Regions from separate parts of the Mus musculus genome. Here regions 1, 2, 3, 5 and 6 are each linked to region 4. The links are chromatin contacts, called in public HiChIP or PLAC-seq and promoter capture Hi-C maps. All regions are on one chromosome and are shown on one strand. The core of a region is the stretch at or near the end of the contact, and the rest is flanking DNA. Distances in the headings are between cores, read along the strand shown. Region 1 has its middle 33 kb from the start of Prss2. Region 2 has its middle 21 kb from the start of Gm27549. Region 3 holds the start of Arhgef5 (Rho guanine nucleotide exchange factor (GEF) 5). Region 4 holds the start of Epha1 (Eph receptor A1). Region 5 holds the start of Trpv6 (transient receptor potential cation channel, subfamily V, member 6). Region 6 holds the start of Nobox (NOBOX oogenesis homeobox).

Region 1 (2,758 bases), core at 111-2,610, 820 kb before region 4:
TCTCTCTCTCTCTCTCTCTCTCTCTCTCTCCCTCCCTCTCTCTCTCTCTCTCTCTCTCTCTCTCTCTCTCTCTCTCTCTCTCTCTCATTCCCTCAAATGTACAGTTCTGAGCATTTCTTTCTCCTAGTGGATCAGTTACTTTCTTATAAAAACATTTCAGCTCACTTTTATCCTTCTATCATTCTGAAAGCACTGTATTCAGAAAAAAAAAAAACTCAGCACCAGGTGGGTTCTGACCTACATAGAGTAAAGAGGGAGTTAGTTATACCCCTTGTTTTTGATGTGTTAGGTATCATTTGGGTGGGGCGACTTTTTACCTTTGTATGTCTACATCCTGCCGTTGACTCAGAGATCACTTGGGACTCAAAACTCTAGTTCTTTCACACATGTGCTGCATCTGAGCCATGTACCCCCTCTGTGTGTGCAAATTGTTGCTTTTCTATCTGTGAGGATGTGCAGGAGACCAAAATGTACTTCGGTTCTCTTGCATTTATTTCTTTAGTGCTTCTTCCAAACTTACCAAGTCTCAACAAGATTCTAATTCTGTAGTCCATTATATTTATCCCTCTATCCTCACACTCTCTCAGATGGGATCATGTCGCCTTATTTAATCTTATACAAGTGATTCACAAAATCACAGCAAGATCTCAGCTCGATATGGAGCACATGTTCTCCAAACTCTGCCTGGAGTCCAGGATCTGCTAAAACTCAGAGAATCAGTTCTTCCCCCTCCTCTCTCCCCAGCTGCAGAATGCATTTACCATCTCCAGCTTTCCAGATCCCTTCAATTCCTGTGAACCAAGGTGCTCCATAAGGAGCCTCAGACCCTACTTAGTGGTTTGTTGATGAAAATTCTGCAGGCCTTGTAGCACTGACAGAATGGTAAGTGGGGAAATCTAAGTCCTTCCCAGCTCCAGACACACACATTGTGATATATCTTACAAGGCATCTGACCTGCAAAGGGACAGTGCTGATCTTGAGTCCCATAGTTAACCAGGCACAGTAGGACCCTTAATACTTGTTTCCCTGACCGATTCCAGCAAAGAGATATAGGAACATGATAAAAAAAATAATCTTAAGAAGAACTGTTTTTCATCAAACATCAGCAAGTGAAGAGATGCATTCCTGGGACTTTTCGGTTCCTGAAGACAATGGGGGAAGGGGTGGAAGCATCTCACCCCAGGTCTGGCTGTTTATCTGTAAGTAACATCAGCACCAAGTAAGAATGGCCACCTGCCATAGCTCCATCTCCAGGAGTCACAACAGGATGTGGTTTGACATTTACCAGGTCCTACATCTGGGGTGCCTGTGAATGCTCCCCCACTCACTCACATTCTGAGCATTTTGGGAACCACACTTGCCACATCCTGTCTTCAAACCCTTCTCATGCAGCCCTTTCTACCTCAGCCTCTAGCTATCACCGTGACAGTGAGAACAACCAAGAGGAGGGTCTCTAAAGGGGAACCCATATATCTCATCTCAAGCCCCCCATCTAAACTATCTTACATCTGTTAGAAGTCACACAGGAAACAGAAGCCTTCAGTATGCACCATGGAGACAGGTGCAATAACAGCTCTGACCTCATTAGGGTTCCCATGGCTCCCACATCACCGCTCTTCCCACTTCTCTTTCCACTTAACCCCAACTCCAGTCACCCTCTCTTCACAAGTATCCTCCATTTCCTTCAACTAATGTAATGAGAGCCCATTCATGTAATGAGTCACAGGAACAGAGTCTAAATAATAAACCGAATGAAAAATAGATGGTCTGTCTGTCCTGCATTCATTGGCTGGCTTTCGCTGGGGTGTATCCTCTGTGAGTAAGGGCTGTAAAGTGAATGTGCTTTGTATTTCCTGCCTCATGTGGGTAAGATGAGGGAAACGTCTACACACAACACAGGAAAGAATGGAAAACCAGACCTCCAGAAACTCTCAAATGAGGAAGTGGGAACTCGCAAAATATACAAGCCAATCCTGCTCTATCCATCACACACTCAACTAAATCATATAATCTTTAAAAAATCATATGAAGTAGCCCAGCCTTCCTAAGGCTGGGCCTTTTTCTACCTTCTAGAAGCAGTCAAGGGGCCCCAGTCAATCCCATTATGGCTTAGATCCTTGAGGGGAGTTTCTCTAACTTCTGTGGTCCTCAGCAGCCTGTGTGTGAAAATCAGGCAATGATATCCTTAGGGATAGTTATTGTGACACATTTATAAAGTCAAAGTCAAAATCAGCATCCTTACAGATCTCCTAGAAAAGAAGCCACATTTAACCAGGAACCATGACATTGATGTTGGCAGCAGGTAGCACCTACTATTAGGATATGCCATCCTGAAGTGTTTTCCTGTTTTCCCTAGTTATAATGACTGAGGTTTTGACCTTTGGGTACAATTGAAACAGTTATGGCAGCAGAATCTTTATGCATAAATAGAGGCAGATAACTAAATGCAGGATAATGACTTGCTCTAGTGTGTATACATGGTTTTCAGGACTCTCCTTAAACAGCCTCTTCTTGTGTGCTACATTATCCTTAGCCATCACTAGGATTTTCTTTTTCTCATTTGCTGTTTCCAAGACTTTAAAGACGCTGAGATTTCTGTGTTTCTATTCAAACAATCCTCTCATTTGGAACTTAATTGTATTAAATCTAGCTAAAAATCGTTTCTCCTTTTAATGTACACACACACACACACACACACACACACACACACACACACAGTGTTTCTCCTTGAAGACAGACCCTGAGATTGCACAGAGTT
Region 2 (2,895 bases), core at 265-2,764, 790 kb before region 4:
ATACATACAAATCTACCTACATATGCATGTATATATATACATACATATAGACACACACACACACTTGGTGGATGGAGCAGAGCCCCAAAAACCACACTTTATTTTTTTCTTTCTGACAATTTATACCTTCTTAGACAACAGTTCTTTATAAAATTATATCATAGATAAAATGTTACATAAAAGAAGAGTTACAGAAGGATGTTGATAGTAAGTTCAAAGCAGTGTTTCATTCTGTAAGCTCATTAAAAGTTAATAGCAACTCTTTCACATAGTCTTGCTTTACCATAGTGCACATCTGTGGGTTCATCCTTGGACTTGACCTAGAATGAATGTTTTTCCTTGATCACAAAGCCTTTTTCTCTTCTTAGTGCAATTTATGAAAGCTTATTTTACTCTTTATTATGCAGTCTTTACTTAGCTATGCTATGAGGAGGGGGCACATTCTATTCTTGATTCTAACTTTATTACATCTTTCTGGCAAAACAACTAAATCCATCTCCCTAAACTTTTTTCCTAAAATTATATTATTTGAGTTAGGAATTCTATGAAATCATTAATTCATATAAACAGCATTAATTCATGAAAGTTCATCTTCACGTTGATCTACAGGAAATTTGCCCAATAGGGTGGGCTGATGTCCAGGAATCATTAAGCTATGTGATAGTTGGCAGGAAAGGCATATCAGCAAGAAGTAATCCTGGGACAAAGTCTTTGGGGTTTTGCCTCTCCAGAGTGCATCCATCTCAGCCATGTAAAATGGTGGGCCATCTCCAGAAAACATGCTTGCCATAGCCTTTCTAGATAGCTTCTGTCCAGAAAGAGAAGAGAGGAGAGAGAGGGAGAGAGGAAAAGGAGAGAGAGGAAGAGGGAAAAGGGAGGGAAGGAGAGAGAGAAAAGAGAGACACACAGAGACACGCAAGTGCGTGCACACACACACAAAGAGAGAGAGGGAGAGAGAGAAGAAAGGAGGACAGAAAGGCATTCTTCATGGACCTTAAAACTCCTATTCTGGAAAAACAAACCAAACACCCTAGTATGATCTAGATTTAAGAGTGCTGTAATTTTTAAAGAAGAAACGATTACAAACCAGAAATATTTTCATCAGCAGCAGAGAGAAAGCAGAAAGCTGCACAAAAGCCAAACCAGATGAACATTCTTATTCCCTCCTAACAATGCCCACATCTGAGAAAAGGAAAGGATCAAAAGACCAAGTTTGAAGAACCATTGTTACATGACAGCTGGCCTAGAGTCTTCAGGAGAAGAAAAAAAAAAATCAATGCAGTGTAAAACCAAGGGAGAGGGAATTAAAAGATACTTTCCCTATGTGTAGGTAGTATCATTTGAAACTGTTAGATCGGCTATAGAGATAGGACAGCAAACAGAGAGGGCAACAAAGCCTGTACGGAAACAAGCAGCTTCTGAGACAGGAGCAGAATGGCATGACATTAAACGCAGATAAAGAGAGAAGCCGGTGGCCCCGAAACATGCGCAGTAGGATGAAATGAGATCTGAGTAGTTCAAACATGGGCGAAGGAGGGGGGAAAAATAGGAAGCAGCTGCTGTCAGTCTGCCTGATCATAATCCAGAGGGTAGAAAGCAGAGTCAGGGAGCAGGGAGCCAGGCTGAGGGAGCAGAGAGAAAAGCTTGGGGGAATAAAGAGCTAGCCTTGGGGAGTAGGGGCACTGGAGGTACAGAGCCAGCCAAAGGAAGCCAGTTCCTATCACAGGCCAAAAGGACAGACACAGTCAGACAAGTGATGATAAAAACACACCAAAGGTGTGAGGACTCTTCAGTAGAGCCTGCAAGCAGAAGGACACAGCTCTTGGCAAAAGAAATTATATTGTTTTAAATCTAAATTTTTAAAAAATGCCATCATTTAAGAACCTTTGAATTATTGCATCATGCAACATCTCTCTTCAGCTGAGTGTAGGGAATTATGGTTTCATGGTTATTTCTACCCCATGTGAGAGCGCAGACACATTGTTTGCCACCGTGGATGTCCTTCAGTTCATGGAGAGCAATTCACTGCATTTATCAGTGAAAACAATGACTCTAAAACATGATAAGACTTTCTTTCTTTCTTTCTTTCTTTCTTTTTTTTTTTTTTTTTTTTTTTGCTTCAAACCATACATTGGTCATGATAGAACAAGGCTTTGAATAATCCCAGTGTTGAAAGGAGAAAGAAAAAAAGAAAGGAAAAAACAAAACAAAAACAAAAACAGAACCTGATACTGAAGTGAGGAGCTGGACGAGGAGGGACAGCAGTGACATATATTTATATTTGGATATTTCTTGGGGTACAGAGAATCAGTAATTTTTTTTCAGGACCACAGTAAAATGACATAACCAAACTAACAGAATAAAAATTTGTTTTGGCTCAGTTTCAGAGGGTTGCAAACCACAAACACAAGGAAAGGGTTGCAGGGTTCATGTCAATGAGAGTATGTAAGAGACATTCCTCACACCACCACAGACCAAGAATCAGTGAACATGACAAGCAAGGTCTGGATCTAATGGCCTATTTCCTTCAACTACACCCTACTTTCTAAAGGTCCTACAGACTCCCAAAATAGTGTTGCCCACTGGAGAACAATGTTAAAAATATGAACCTATAGTTTGATAGCAGGGGATGGAGGACTTGAGGAGCAGGTAGTGTCATTTCATATACAAAGCCTAACAGGTTGTGTGGAGTACTTTTAATCTAGGGATATGACTGCTCTGGCAAGGAATCACATCCAAAGTTCTACGTCTGTATGATCTGGCTAGAATGACACACCTTTAATCGTTCTGGCTAGAATATAGACATGCCCTAAATTCACACCTTTAATTCCTAACAGTGAAGGTAAGGTTAGTTTGTAGAAAGAAGCAGCCATGTTTGAAAGTGACATCTAATTG
Region 3 (2,700 bases), core at 83-2,582, 890 kb after region 4:
CTTCTGCAGCAGAGGTTAACAAAATGTGTTCACCCACTAGAGATCAGGACTTTCTGAGTCCTTAGGGTTTCTCTCCCAGTCTAGAAGGAACTTTTTGACCAGCTTTAATTTTCAGATTCTCTTCACTCCTTGTTCTATGCCCTTGCTGGGTTTATGAAGCATGCTGGCCTGCCCTTATATGGCCGAATCCTAGACTTGGCATTTCTTATTATTTCCTGTATACTTCACTGCAATTATGAGTGTGTCTAAGCTAGCTAAACTCTTTAAAGTTTAATCCTCCAAAAGAGCATGACGGAACTAGGGCATTTTTTGAACACTGCATTGCTTCGGGACTATCAGAGAGGAGGCCTTTCTCCCTTGGTCATGTTTGATTCTGCAGGGCCTTCCAAACAACTGCTTAGCCTCTTCTGCCAGGGCCAGTGCAGCAGCGGTGGACACAGGGATCAGGGGACAGTCTACCCACAAAAGCTGATTGCAGTTGTGGGCCACAGCATTCCTAAAAGAAAAACAGCCAAAGAGCCTGTTAATTCTCCTGGGGAAAAAGTCATTATGGTACCCCCCAGAGCCAGGAATGGGTTTGGGGAGGGAGCCTGTGGACAGAACATCCAAAGTTCCTGTCATTAGGTAAAGGTGTGTGTGTGTGTGTGTGTGTGTGTGTGTGTGTGTGTGTGTGTATTCTCTCTCCGAATACTGGAAAGAACAGAGGAGGGTCATACAAACTGAGACATAAGATCTTAAAATGAACTCTGGAACATGGTGGCAAACAGAGGCTATCTACAGAAAAGACATAAGAATGTTTCACATGCACCCAGTGAAGAGAGAGAGGAACATGGGAAGGAGAGAGGGGGGTAGAGAGGGAGAGACAAGAGATAGAGAAGCATACAGACAGGAACAGAAGAACTTGTGCAAGAACCCTTTATCTTATGGCAAACACCAAGTAAAGAAACACGCTGACAATCCCAAATCTCAGATGTTCGGAAACATCGAGGGGCAGAAAGTCAGCCGGGTCCGGATGAGCCTCAGTTGGAGACCTGACGAGGACCCACGGAGGAAGAGACACGCAGGGGAGTCTAGGGCCACGCCGGACACCGGCGAGTCCCGTGCCCAGTTCTCTCCTGCGGCTCCTTGGTGACTCCTGCCTGGGTTCTGCCCCTGGACGGCCACGGCCTGCCGGTGCTGTGGGTAGAGCTCAATCCCGCGGAGCTCGCTCTTCCCAGCTCTGCCCGGAGCTGCCCCTCCCCCGGGAAGGTGTGTCCCTGTTTCCTCACCTGAAACTTCCTTGGGAGAAGCCGGTCCCTCCCTCCCGTCCGGCGGCAGGGGCGGGCCGCGGGTGGGGCGCCGGGGCGGCCTGGCCTGGCTGGGGACCGCGGCGGGCGCCCGGACCTGGAGGGGACTCTCGGGCCAGCCCGGGGCAGCATGTGACTCCGACCAGGTGGGTGCTCTCTTCTCTTCTGAGCCCCGGACTCTGGGTGGTCGTGGAGCCGGGTGGAGGTAAGGCAGGGGCGGGAAAGAAGAGAGAACTAGGCCTCCCCCGGGACCAGTCCCGGCCAGGTCCCGGGGCGCAGACTCCGGAAATGGGGGGCTGGGCCAGTGGGCCGGGCTCCGAGTGAGGGGCTGAGTACCTGGTCGGGACCGGGAAGGGAGCTGGAAGGAATGGCCTCCTGGCAAACTTTGCTTTCCAACCAGGTCTGAGCCTTGGAAATGGGCACCCTGCCCCGCAATGTTCCCGGGCCAATAATCAGAACTTTTTTCCACCCGGAAAGTCGGGGCCCTGGGGAAAGCTAACTCCTATGATAAAGAATTCTTGAGATTCAGTTTCTAGACGGTTCCTTACCTGGAAGTGTCTTTTTTTTTTCTTTTGTAACCAGGCCTGGGCCTTGCTTCGTTATCTTCGCGGCATTTACATGCCTACGTATGTGTGAATCTATGTACACACCTCTCTCTCCGCTGTTAACTAAGGCTCTGAAATCTGAATCAGGGATCCTTGCCCTGAGTTCCCTCTCCCCCATTTACCTGTGTATAGGGAGTTTCTTGTTGGCCTCGGCACAAGGTTCTAAGGAACGTGTAAGAGAGCTATTCGGAATATCGCGGTGCGGTAGCCCATTTTCAGAGCCCTAGTTTGGGGCATCTTCTATAAATGCCTTTTTCCAGAACTGATCCGGGAGAGCTAGCCCTAGAGCCTCAGTTTTCAAGTCTTCTTCCCCTCCCCCTTTCCTGGATCTTGGGTTCTCTGGACAATCTTGTCCTCCTGTCGGCCTAGCAGTGAACTCTGGCCAGCGCTGTGTCAGACTGAGGGGGAAGGGCACACCAAACTGGAGAGTTGAGAGGGTGGTTTTCCTTTCAGCTTCCTTCCTCCCTTGCTCTCCCACTGTGCTCTCAGCTTTACTTCAAAAGCACCAAGTCCCAGAGAAACAGCCCCCAGTGTGGCCTCTTCCCACACTTCCTGCTTTATCTACACCTGGGGTATGCAAGCTTCTGGCTCTATCAAAACAGTCATCATTTGTTAACCAGTCCTCGGGTCTAAGACAGAACCCATGGACCTTAAAAGGACTTGGAGGGGACAAGGGGGAGGCTGAGTAGAGGACAGACAGCTTCTAAATTCTAAGTTTGTGGTAAAAGAGAGATGTAAGCATTGGGAGGGACAAGTCAGAAGGAATGTGAAGGGGTACCTCTTTTCAAAAGAATACAGAAATTGAAGAT
Region 4 (3,033 bases), core at 66-2,565:
TGGTAGGAGGGTGAGGGAGTAGCGATAGTCCCACTGAGTGGAGTTTGACACCCCCCAGCTCCCTAGGAGTACCATTCAGGAGCCTCTGACTCAGCTCCCCTCCCCCTCTTTGAGGAGACACTTCCAGTTTTTCCTGCTCTTTTCTGTTCCTCCACCCACCTCTCCACCCCATTTCCCACTGGCCTTCAAACTTGAACTTTCCCAGGTCCTTCAAATACTTACCCCAGTCTCTGGGGGATCCAGAAGCCAGCCCAGCTCTCCTTGTGCTGTGCTTGTGTCCATTAGAGTGACTGAATGGGGGAGAAAAGAACGATGTCATCCCTGGGGTGGTGGTACCCAACTCCCTACACTGGGTATTCTGGGACTCCCCAGTCCGAGGCTGCCCAGAACGTCTTCCTAACAGTGTGACATCCTGAGGCAGAGGAGAAAGGCAGAGTGGGGCAAGGGCTGGGGGACTGGTGCCTGAACCAGAGTCAGGACGGCAAGCGTTGGAAGAGCAACCCCAGACGTGGCACCCACGGAGCCCTGGAGAACATCTGCAAGGATGCCGTGGGCGGACGTCAGGGAAGCTAAGCCTTTGTAGTCCTGAGTGGGACCCTGGCAGGGGGATCCTGCTGGATTTTGACTCCAGTTGTCAGTGGCCTGCTCTGGTAGGTGAGGGTAGAGGAGGTGGGGCCTTAGGTGAAGCTATGATTTTGGGAAGTGGGAGGGGCATGGACAGAGTGTGCAAAACTTTAGGTGGAAGATTGGACCCCTACACCTAGCAATCCCAAAAGTTCTAATCCTTCCACCACTGGAGGATTATTTGTGCTCCGGTTAGGCTGGCAGAAGGAGGCTTTCCGCCTCAGACTTCTGAGTGCTGCTGCAAAGTCAGGGGTGGGCATTTGGAGGGTCCCATGATGCTGCAGTAGGAATGCAGCTTCCTGGCTGTGGTCAGGAACTCCCTCTCCAACCGCAGCAAATAGTGCTGGCCAACAGAGTAGGGGTGACTGATCCCGTGGGCAGGAGTCTGGGGTTAAAGACCAAAGATTGGCCTGGCCAATCGATCTTCCCGCTACTGGGGAGAAGCCAGGGAGAAGTAGTGGGGCTCGGGGAAGAGGGCCTCCTCAGGAATGCCGGCTCTTGCAGGCTGCTGCCCGTCAGCCGGGAAAGGGAGAGGGCGGGGGTCGGTACCTTCCTCGGCGCGCGCCCCCGGGGGCAGCGGGGCGCAGAGCAGCAGCAGCAGCAATGCAAGCCCCAGGGGCCAGCGCCGCTCCATGGCGCCGGCCGGGACCTGGGACCACGGCCCCTACGGCTGGGCCAGGTCGCGAGGGACTGGGCGATCCAGGCCGGCTAGGCGGGGGCGGAGGGCGGGGCCAGATGAGGGGCGGGGCCTCAGCCTCACCTGGTTCACCTTCTTAAAGGGACAGGAGGACAGGAAGGAAACTTGTTAGACAGGTAATAAACTTTAAAACCTGGAGGCGTCTTGGTTGGAATGAGACTGAAGGCGCCGCCTAGTGGGTGTTGCTAGGAATTGACTAGACAGACATTCTTAAATGTATCCTAAACCCAACCCAGTTTTGATCCAGCTTTCAATCGAATTCAGCTTGACTTAAAAAAGATCTCCGTTTTACTCCCTTTCTTTTCTGTGGACTCGAGACTTGTCATGCTCACTTGGAAATTTAGGAGTGGGAGACATTCCTTCATCCTGTTCGGCTTCGATGACAACCATGCAAATTGGTACAATCCTTAACAAAGTCAGGAGTAATCCTCAGGGGGGGGGGGGGGGGAAGCTGGCGTGACCAGGGTGTTTAGTGGCAGAGAAAGATTGAGATTGAGAAAGGCCTGCAGGCAGGGAGCCTCAAGGTGTGCTCAGGGAGTGGTACATGGACCAGTTTGACTGCTGGGGCACAGCATTTGTCTTGGGAGCCAGGGCAGAAAGACAGGTGTGGACCAGAACCGGGAAGGTTTTGGTAAACAGGAGGAGGAGTTTGAACTTTGCCTTATACCCACGGTGCAGACACGGGGACCTGGGGAGCATTTCCAGTACAGTTTTAGTGAAGAGGTGGCAGCTCTGGGCTCTCTCTTTGGGACTGCCTCCCATCCTACTTAATAGATGTCTGTTCAGCTTTCACTATGTATGTGTTTTAAGCTCAGAGACAGTAAAGTACTTATCCTAAACAAATTACTTGTCTGAAGAGGGCTAGGGGGTAGGGGGAGCTGAAGTCAGCACACAGATGACTATAAGGTAAGCAGGGCGGAACCCCAAAGAGATGAAAACAGGCTAGCAGTGTGAGCTATGCAGCCACTCATGGCTCCAGTCCCTGGGGCCCCTCTTTTTCATCCTTTTCTGGCTTCACCCCATTAATATGACTCACGCATATCTTTTTACCATTTAAATTGTTGCATATTTTGGTCATTGTACTGGAGGGGAAGTGGTAGATCGTAGATACTATTAGAATTAATGCTTCTTCTTATTTTCCATTTTAAAAAAATATATAAGTATTGGTAGATAAATATGATCCCTAATTTCTTGACCTACCCTACTCTTGTTGACATAAATAAGTAAATGTAATATATAATAGTCATTGGAAAAACCATGTTCAATGGGAAGAACTAAATGTTGAATAGAACTCTTCTTTCCCCACTCTGTAAAATGCTCTAAGTTAAAAATCATCTACTATTTTTTTGTAGTTCCTCTCAAAATTCTCTCTATGTCTCCATACAACTTTATACTTTCCCTGTCTGTCAGTCTCTCTCTCTCTCTCTCTCCCTCTCTCCACTTCTCTACACAGATAAGCATTTAAACTGCGGGTAGGGGTTAGGGCACAGAGGACACATACTACTTTGCACTAGGGATATCTTTTCTTGATGTTCGGCATCTGGCAAGGAGAAGGCCCATGCCTGCTCTCCAGGCAGAGCGTTGTGATTTCAGCAGGGAGGAATGGATAAAGGGTACAAAGCCAACAGAAGGGGGGATGGAGCAGTATTGGACAATCACTGCTAGGAAATAAGCCAGACTCTGATGAGGTAATGCATGTGCTCATTCGTGGG
Region 5 (2,871 bases), core at 202-2,701, 740 kb before region 4:
GCAGGGAATGTTTAATCAAAAGCATAGGAAATCCCAGGCAGCCTTGAGGCCAGGCTAAGACAAGCCCTGCATTCAGAGATGGAGAAAAACCTGAAGACAAAAACTTTCTGCCTTTCCTCTGTGAATACACATGCTACCTGTCACTGAATTGCCTTGGAGGGAAGCCACAAAAGCAGGACTTCCTTTTAGCATGTCACCAAATGGATGTGGAACCCCAATGGCAATGTCAGAGAGAAGAGTGCTCACAGGTTGGGCCCAAGATCCAGTGGATCATCCATTTTCCTGCTCTCAAAGCCAACTCTAAGATGCCATGAGTCAGGAGTGGCTACCAAGTAAATAGAAGGAAGTCTACTTTTAGCAGATAGAATCAAAATAGGAGATTTTCTAAGGGCTTAAACTCCAGACTCTCTCCCAGTCCCCCTAGCCTGAAAGATAGCATGGTGAGCATCTTTGGCATTGAGCCCAGGAGTCCATGCCAACCCATGAATAGAGGGGGAAGACACTCCAGGCTGCAACCGAGCATTGTTGGTTCTTTAAACTCAAGTAGCTGAGACAGATGCACAGGAATGATATGTATTTTCATATTTTTTGCCATCTTTTCTTACCTCTTTATTTATTCAGTCACTCATTCATTTCCACATGCATGCTTCTATATAAAATGTGTTTCTGTTATAGTCTGCTGTAGGGGCATGGAGTAGAGATACATAAGATATTACGCTGCCACCATCACCTTTTGGGGAGATAGCTTACAAGGGGGTAGTGAGATGCCTGGCTACTGGGGAAGTACTCACAGGAATCCTGCAGAAATGAATGGTACCTTAAGGGAAACTAACAACTGTGCCCAGGCAACTTCCCACCTGACATTCTGGCCAGCTAGGCTCACAGGCTAAGGCTCAGGAGACGGTGCTAACAAGGGGCACAAACTGTCCAGACAGGGTGCTAAGAGAAGACTCAAGCAAGCCAGGAGGGGTGGGGTGTAAGCCCTGCTGCTGCAGAGGTAGAAGACGCAGAAGCAGATGGCAAACTTACCTCTTCTGCTGCAGCAGGTTCTGCTCGTCTCGGCTCTGAGCCCAGGACTCTTGTCTGTGGAACCATCTGCAGAACTTGTTCCATAGGCAGAGTATTAACCCCTTCTCCTTGGGCAGGGACCACCCCATGGGGTGGAAGGCTGGTTCCTTGGGGGGCTGAGGCTGATGCCAGACCCCAACTGGGCTCGACCCTGGGGCCACATTGGCACCCCCAAGAGCCGGCCTGTCCTCTCTCTGTAGAGGTCCCGTCTCCTGTCTTCTGTCTCCTACTTCACCTGTGGAGCTGCTGAGGCTTCCCGTGGCTGCCCCTAGGAGCCTGAAGAGGGCTCCTGCTTTGTTCCTCTTGGCCGGGCTGGAAATCTGCTGGGCTTGTGTCTCTGGAGCTCCTGTTGGGAGTGAGCAGGAGCTATGTGGGCACTCCCTCCCTCCTCCCAAATTACCTGAGATTTAAAGAGACAGGCCCCAAAGTCCTGCCTACTGAGACCATGCGTCAGCTGCAACTCTCTCCACCCTGGAACTCTTCCCCTGTTCTTAGGTCTTCAAAGAGATTAAAGAGCTGGCCCCTGGACTTTGGGATACCCAGTGACCTTTTTCTAGGAAGGCTGGGACAGGTCAGGCTCATTGCAGGATGGAGGAACTTCTGTCTGTTTTTACTGAAGGTCTGGGTTTTAAGTTCTCTTGACTCTCAGGGTTAAATGTCTCACCTGGCCCTGAACAAATATATAAATAGCAAAAATCTCACCCACTTTGAGTTAGCACTGGTTTCTGTAAAGTACCAGACACTACATGTAAGTATTTTAGGCATTATAAACCCAGTATAGTCTTTTCTCTTTGGCTGTGGGTGGTCTCCATTATCACCATTTAATGATGTAATATCCATCCCCAAGCTAGTGAGTCAGGGTATAAAATCTAGTGGTGGAAGATTGGGATTTTTCTAGGGGTAGGTGGGTTACCAAATAAGACACAGGTTGGTCCCAGTGAGGTGGCACCAACCTGTAATTCCAGCCCTGTATATGTAGATGCAGAAAATGGAAAGTTGGAGGGCAGCCTGTGCTACACAGGGAAACTTTGTCTGGAAATTAAAGCTATAAGAATGCCTAGATAATTTTTTTCAATAAATATAAATATTTTATATGCTCTAGAGCATTTTATCTAGCAACCTCCCCATAAAGACATTGGGTCATTGCCACTGGCACTAGGCGCAACAATTGAGTGTGTCTCCACAAACTCACGTGGAACCTATAAGGCAGTTACTATTCATATTTTGCCCATGGAGATAATAGAGGTTCCAAGTGCTAGAGCGAATCCTTGAGGTCTGAGAAGTGAGAAGTGAAACCCAAACTCACCTGGTGCTCTGTAGTCTGCCCTGTTTAGGCTTTTTCATGCACTCACGCTAATAGGCAAAATGATTTCTGCCAGAGTTAAGACTTCCACAGACAAAGTCACAGGCATCCTGGGTCGCAGCAGCAGGAGCAGCAGCAGCATTGAACTGCAGCAGGGGCCAACCTGCAGATAAATCTGGCTTATTTGCCTTATGTGGAAGAACCTCTGCCTCATTCAAAATTCTTCTGCCTCCCAGGGGGCTCAATTATCTGGGATGGCAGATGGCTGTTGAAGTCACAGGTGTCTGTATGTCACTCTCCAGCTTCAGCTTGTTGTTTTCTATGTCTGATTCAAAGATCAGGAAGGCTCAATATGTGTGTGTGTGTGTGTGTGTGTGTGTGTGTGTGTGTGTGATATGCCTGTGCTCTGGGTGCTATATTGTGTATACAACATGTGTTTGACATATGGTATGTATATTTTATATGCACCTTTGATCTGTTTGTGGTGCTTCTTGTATGCA
Region 6 (2,752 bases), core at 24-2,523, 940 kb after region 4:
GACTAGCCCTGGTTTCAGAAGGGAAGCAAGGCACTGTGGGTTGCAGAGGAGATAAAGCAGGGCCCTGGATCTTCCAGAGCCCAGGCACGAGCGGCAGAGGCCATCAGAGGGGGAATCACATGAATGAATGATGGAGGCTTTACCTTCCCCAATCCTTTCCCCCTCCTAGCCCTCAATCCACGTGTTCTGGTTCCTCCCTCCTCTCCTTCCTTCCGCCCAGTCCCACTCTTCTGCAGGTGAGGAAGCCCTCATCTGGAAGGAAAAAACCCTCCAACCAGCTGCGAAGCTCGCCCTCCCCGCCGCTTAGGCAACTCTTAGAGATGGGCTTGCAGTGGAGCACAGAACCCATTTGACCTCCCCCTCACCCCCATGTACTTCCCCCTAGGTGAAGAAATGCGGGTAGGCTTTAAATAATCAACCCAAGATCACACAGGGATTCGGTCCAGGGGCTCAGTCTACTCTCAGCCACCTCCTGGAATCCAAACGCTTCTCCTAGTTACTTCAAGTACTTATCACAAAAGAAAATTCACCTCAGGGAGTTGCTGTCATTTCCAACGAAACCAGAAACTGTGTAAGTAAACGGTAACTGAAGCCTTTGACTATACCTCTAAAAAAACTTTCTAATAATAGATAAAGCTGGGGGCAAGTCCTGGCCCAGGCGCCTTTTCCAGATGATTCTATATACACCGTAGAACCCTGTCAGAGAGGTGGAGGCGGGGTGCAACCAGAGGGTGAAGGCAGTAATGGTGTCAAGGGTCGCTGGGACAAACACCTTTAATCCCAGCACTTGGGAGGCAGAGGCAGGCGGTCTACAAAGTGAGTTCCAGGACAGCCAGGGCTATACAGAGAAACCCTGTCTCAAAAAACAAACAAACAAACAAACAAACAAACAAACAAAAAGTTTCATAACGGTGATTAACATGTAGCACAGTAATAAGCATGGTACGGAGTAGGCACTCCACAAACATGGACCTTATTCCACTAATGTACCGTAGTGAAAGGGGCGAAGAGTGGGAGAAGCTAGGTTAGAGCGGTTCTTTATCCCCAGCACACCGGAGATGATCCCTCACCAGAAGGATGTGGTTAGGTGACCCCCCTTTCCCATTACCCACAGACCTAAACATGCTCTCGAGGCTGGCCCAGTGAGCAGCAGCCCTCACAGGCTCAGCAAACCGTCCTCACTAAGGCCAATCCCCAATGGGTGCTCACCCTGCATTTTCTTGCAGAGCTTCTCCGTAGGTTCCATGGCCCAGGCTCCCTCTCCTGAGCTCGCCCTGGTACCACAGGCGCGCGGCTTTAATGAAGTCCGTGGGGTGGCCAGGTGTGTGGAGTCTGCACAGGTCATGCAGCGCAGCCGCAGCGGAGCTGGCGCCCCCCAACTCCACCCCCAGGGCGAGGCACCGCACACCTGGGGTGGGGGCTGGGAGAGCCATCCTGCAGTTCCCTGTGAGCCAAGGGTACCAGATACTGGTCAAAGACACCTCCCCAAAGTCGGGGCAGGAGCAGAACAGCAATGGAAGGGGGGATCCCAGGCTAACCCACATCCTAGCACGCAGTGAACGGACATGGTTGTGGCTCCCCTCTTGACCCTTGAATATGAGCCTGTCCTAGCTACTGCTTGCTTCAAGGATTCTTGTGCCTCAAAGTCCTAACTGACTTGAGTAGCCTTAACATACAGATCCAGGGGCAAAGACAGGAATGGAGTTGAAAGTACCCCAGGCCTGGAGGAGACTAAACCTCTCGGATCCCGCACAAGTTTGCAAGTATAGACGAGGTTCAAGCGAGTCCAGGTTTTCTTATTAGGCTTGCCCATTGAATATCAGCTTTCTGGATATTGAACCAGGATAAGAGAGACTCCTGGTTCATGGAATGTTTATTTCTGTTAGGAAAAAAGATAGCAAAATTATACAGTTCTTACTTCTTCTTCAACCGGAGTGGAGTGGGAGGGGGGTGAGGAATGTGAGTGTTGGCCAGATTGAAACAGCTGCGGCAAGCTGGGGGAGGAAGAGCCGCTTCTAACCCGGGCTCACGTGTTTTGATTTTAGTTACTTCCAAGGTTCTGGACACCAGGCATTTTTTTCCTGCCATATTAAACAATCAGCTACCGGGACATTTTCCTGTGTCTAAAGATCATTTTTGAGAGACTTCTGACAGGAGTAGGAGTCTTAGTTATTTCTGCAACATAAAGCTCTAAATTAACTAAAGGCCAGTGAGATGGCTCGGTGGTAAAAATTAAAAAAAAAAAAATGCGCTTGTTTTACAAACCTGAGTTCAGCCCCCAGTGAAATGTTGGAGAGAACCAACTCCTGAAAGGTATCCCTTGACCCCATAGTCTTAGGACGATGGCATGAGCCACCCCCACCCCCCACCCCCCAACTCTTTAAAGAGAATTTTAGGCTCAAAATCCAGTTTCTGGGCTAGAATATCTGCAGCGTTCTGTAAGGCCAGCAGGGTGTGGGCCCAGTGAAGCTGTTCTCTATGGGAAACCCAGCATCATTTGGTTGTGGCTGGAACATTATGGTTTTCTAGTGTAATCATTTAAAGGACAACTACTGTGTACCAGAAACTAGGGCGGAGGGGGGGGGGAAATGCCTGCCTTCCCCACAGCAGCTTATTGGAAGTCACAGATTCTGACAGTAGCTCAGTGGAATGGGCCATGTCAGTACTATATGGTCACTGTCCATTGAGTAGGGGGCAGGCAAGGGGACCTGGAGCAGCAGGAACCACTTCTTAGAAGTGCTGACCCCTTTGC

The links. Promoter capture Hi-C pulls out the DNA fragments that hold promoters and counts their contacts. HiChIP or PLAC-seq counts read pairs in DNA pulled down with a chosen protein or histone mark.
Region 1: a contact with region 4 is called in an H3K27ac HiChIP or PLAC-seq map of DN3 thymocytes, with 7 times the contacts expected there. The contact joins the enhancer-like site here to the promoter of Epha1 in region 4. A contact is called at or near these places in 3 of 39 promoter capture datasets (cranial neural crest, embryonic stem cells and hematopoietic stem and progenitor cells) and 4 of 115 datasets of contacts at active chromatin or transcription factors (DN3 thymocytes, astrocytes, embryonic stem cells and 1 more).
Region 2: an H3K27ac HiChIP or PLAC-seq map of T-cell acute lymphoblastic leukemia shows a contact between it and region 4, with 4 times the contacts expected there. The contact joins the enhancer-like site here to the promoter of Epha1 in region 4. A contact is called at or near these places in 8 of 39 promoter capture datasets (cranial neural crest, embryonic stem cells, hematopoietic stem and progenitor cells and 5 more) and 1 of 115 datasets of contacts at active chromatin or transcription factors (T-cell acute lymphoblastic leukemia).
Region 3: a contact with region 4 is called in a promoter capture Hi-C map of embryonic stem cells, with 6 read pairs. The contact joins the promoter of Arhgef5 here to the promoter of Epha1 in region 4. A contact is called at or near these places in 5 of 39 promoter capture datasets (the 3T3-L1 cell line, embryonic stem cells and liver) and 1 of 115 datasets of contacts at active chromatin or transcription factors (pancreatic cancer cells).
Region 5: a promoter capture Hi-C map of cranial neural crest shows a contact between it and region 4. The contact joins the promoter of Trpv6 here to the promoter of Epha1 in region 4. A contact is called at or near these places in 3 of 39 promoter capture datasets (cranial neural crest, embryonic stem cells and hematopoietic stem and progenitor cells).
Region 6: a FOXA1 HiChIP or PLAC-seq map of pancreatic cancer cells shows a contact between it and region 4. The contact joins the promoter of Nobox here to the promoter of Epha1 in region 4. A contact is called at or near these places in 3 of 39 promoter capture datasets (the 3T3-L1 cell line, embryonic stem cells and hippocampal neurons), 2 of 484 Hi-C or Micro-C datasets (cerebellum and cortical neurons) and 3 of 115 datasets of contacts at active chromatin or transcription factors (embryonic stem cells, extraembryonic endoderm stem cells and pancreatic cancer cells).

The regions. Positions count from the first base shown.
Region 1 is chr6:41,553,196-41,555,953 of GRCm38.p6, forward strand. It overlaps Tcrb. Among named protein-coding and RNA genes, the nearest start is that of Prss2, 33 kb to the left of the region's middle. Within about 2 kb of position 1,361, at least 89 of the 459 cell types and tissues checked have an H3K27ac peak or open chromatin away from gene starts, as enhancers often do. A contact at or near this core is called in DN3 thymocytes, hematopoietic stem and progenitor cells and thymic regulatory T cells, where this site is marked.
Region 2 is chr6:41,579,972-41,582,866 of GRCm38.p6, forward strand. No RefSeq gene overlaps it. Among named protein-coding and RNA genes, the nearest start is that of Gm27549, 21 kb to the right of the region's middle. Within about 2 kb of position 1,515, at least 16 of the 459 cell types and tissues checked have an H3K27ac peak or open chromatin away from gene starts, as enhancers often do. A contact at or near this core is called in T-cell acute lymphoblastic leukemia, where this site is marked.
Region 3 is chr6:43,264,312-43,267,011 of GRCm38.p6, forward strand. It overlaps Arhgef5 (Rho guanine nucleotide exchange factor (GEF) 5), which reads left to right and starts at 1,333. Exons shown (of 15, transcript NM_133674.1): 1 at 1,333-1,432.
Region 4 is chr6:42,371,953-42,374,985 of GRCm38.p6, forward strand. Epha1 (Eph receptor A1) reads right to left here and starts at 1,316. Exons shown (of 18, transcript NM_023580.4): 1 at 1,174-1,316; 2 at 223-290. The coding sequence starts at 1,258. The region is part of intron 2 of 2010310C07Rik (RIKEN cDNA 2010310C07 gene); the gene reads left to right.
Region 5 is chr6:41,634,954-41,637,824 of GRCm38.p6, forward strand. Trpv6 (transient receptor potential cation channel, subfamily V, member 6) reads right to left here and starts at 1,452. Exons shown (of 15, transcript NM_022413.4): 1 at 1,030-1,452. The coding sequence starts at 1,277.
Region 6 is chr6:43,308,281-43,311,032 of GRCm38.p6, forward strand. It overlaps Nobox (NOBOX oogenesis homeobox), which reads right to left and starts at 1,274. Exons shown (of 9, transcript NM_130869.3): 1 at 1,210-1,274. The coding sequence starts at 1,246.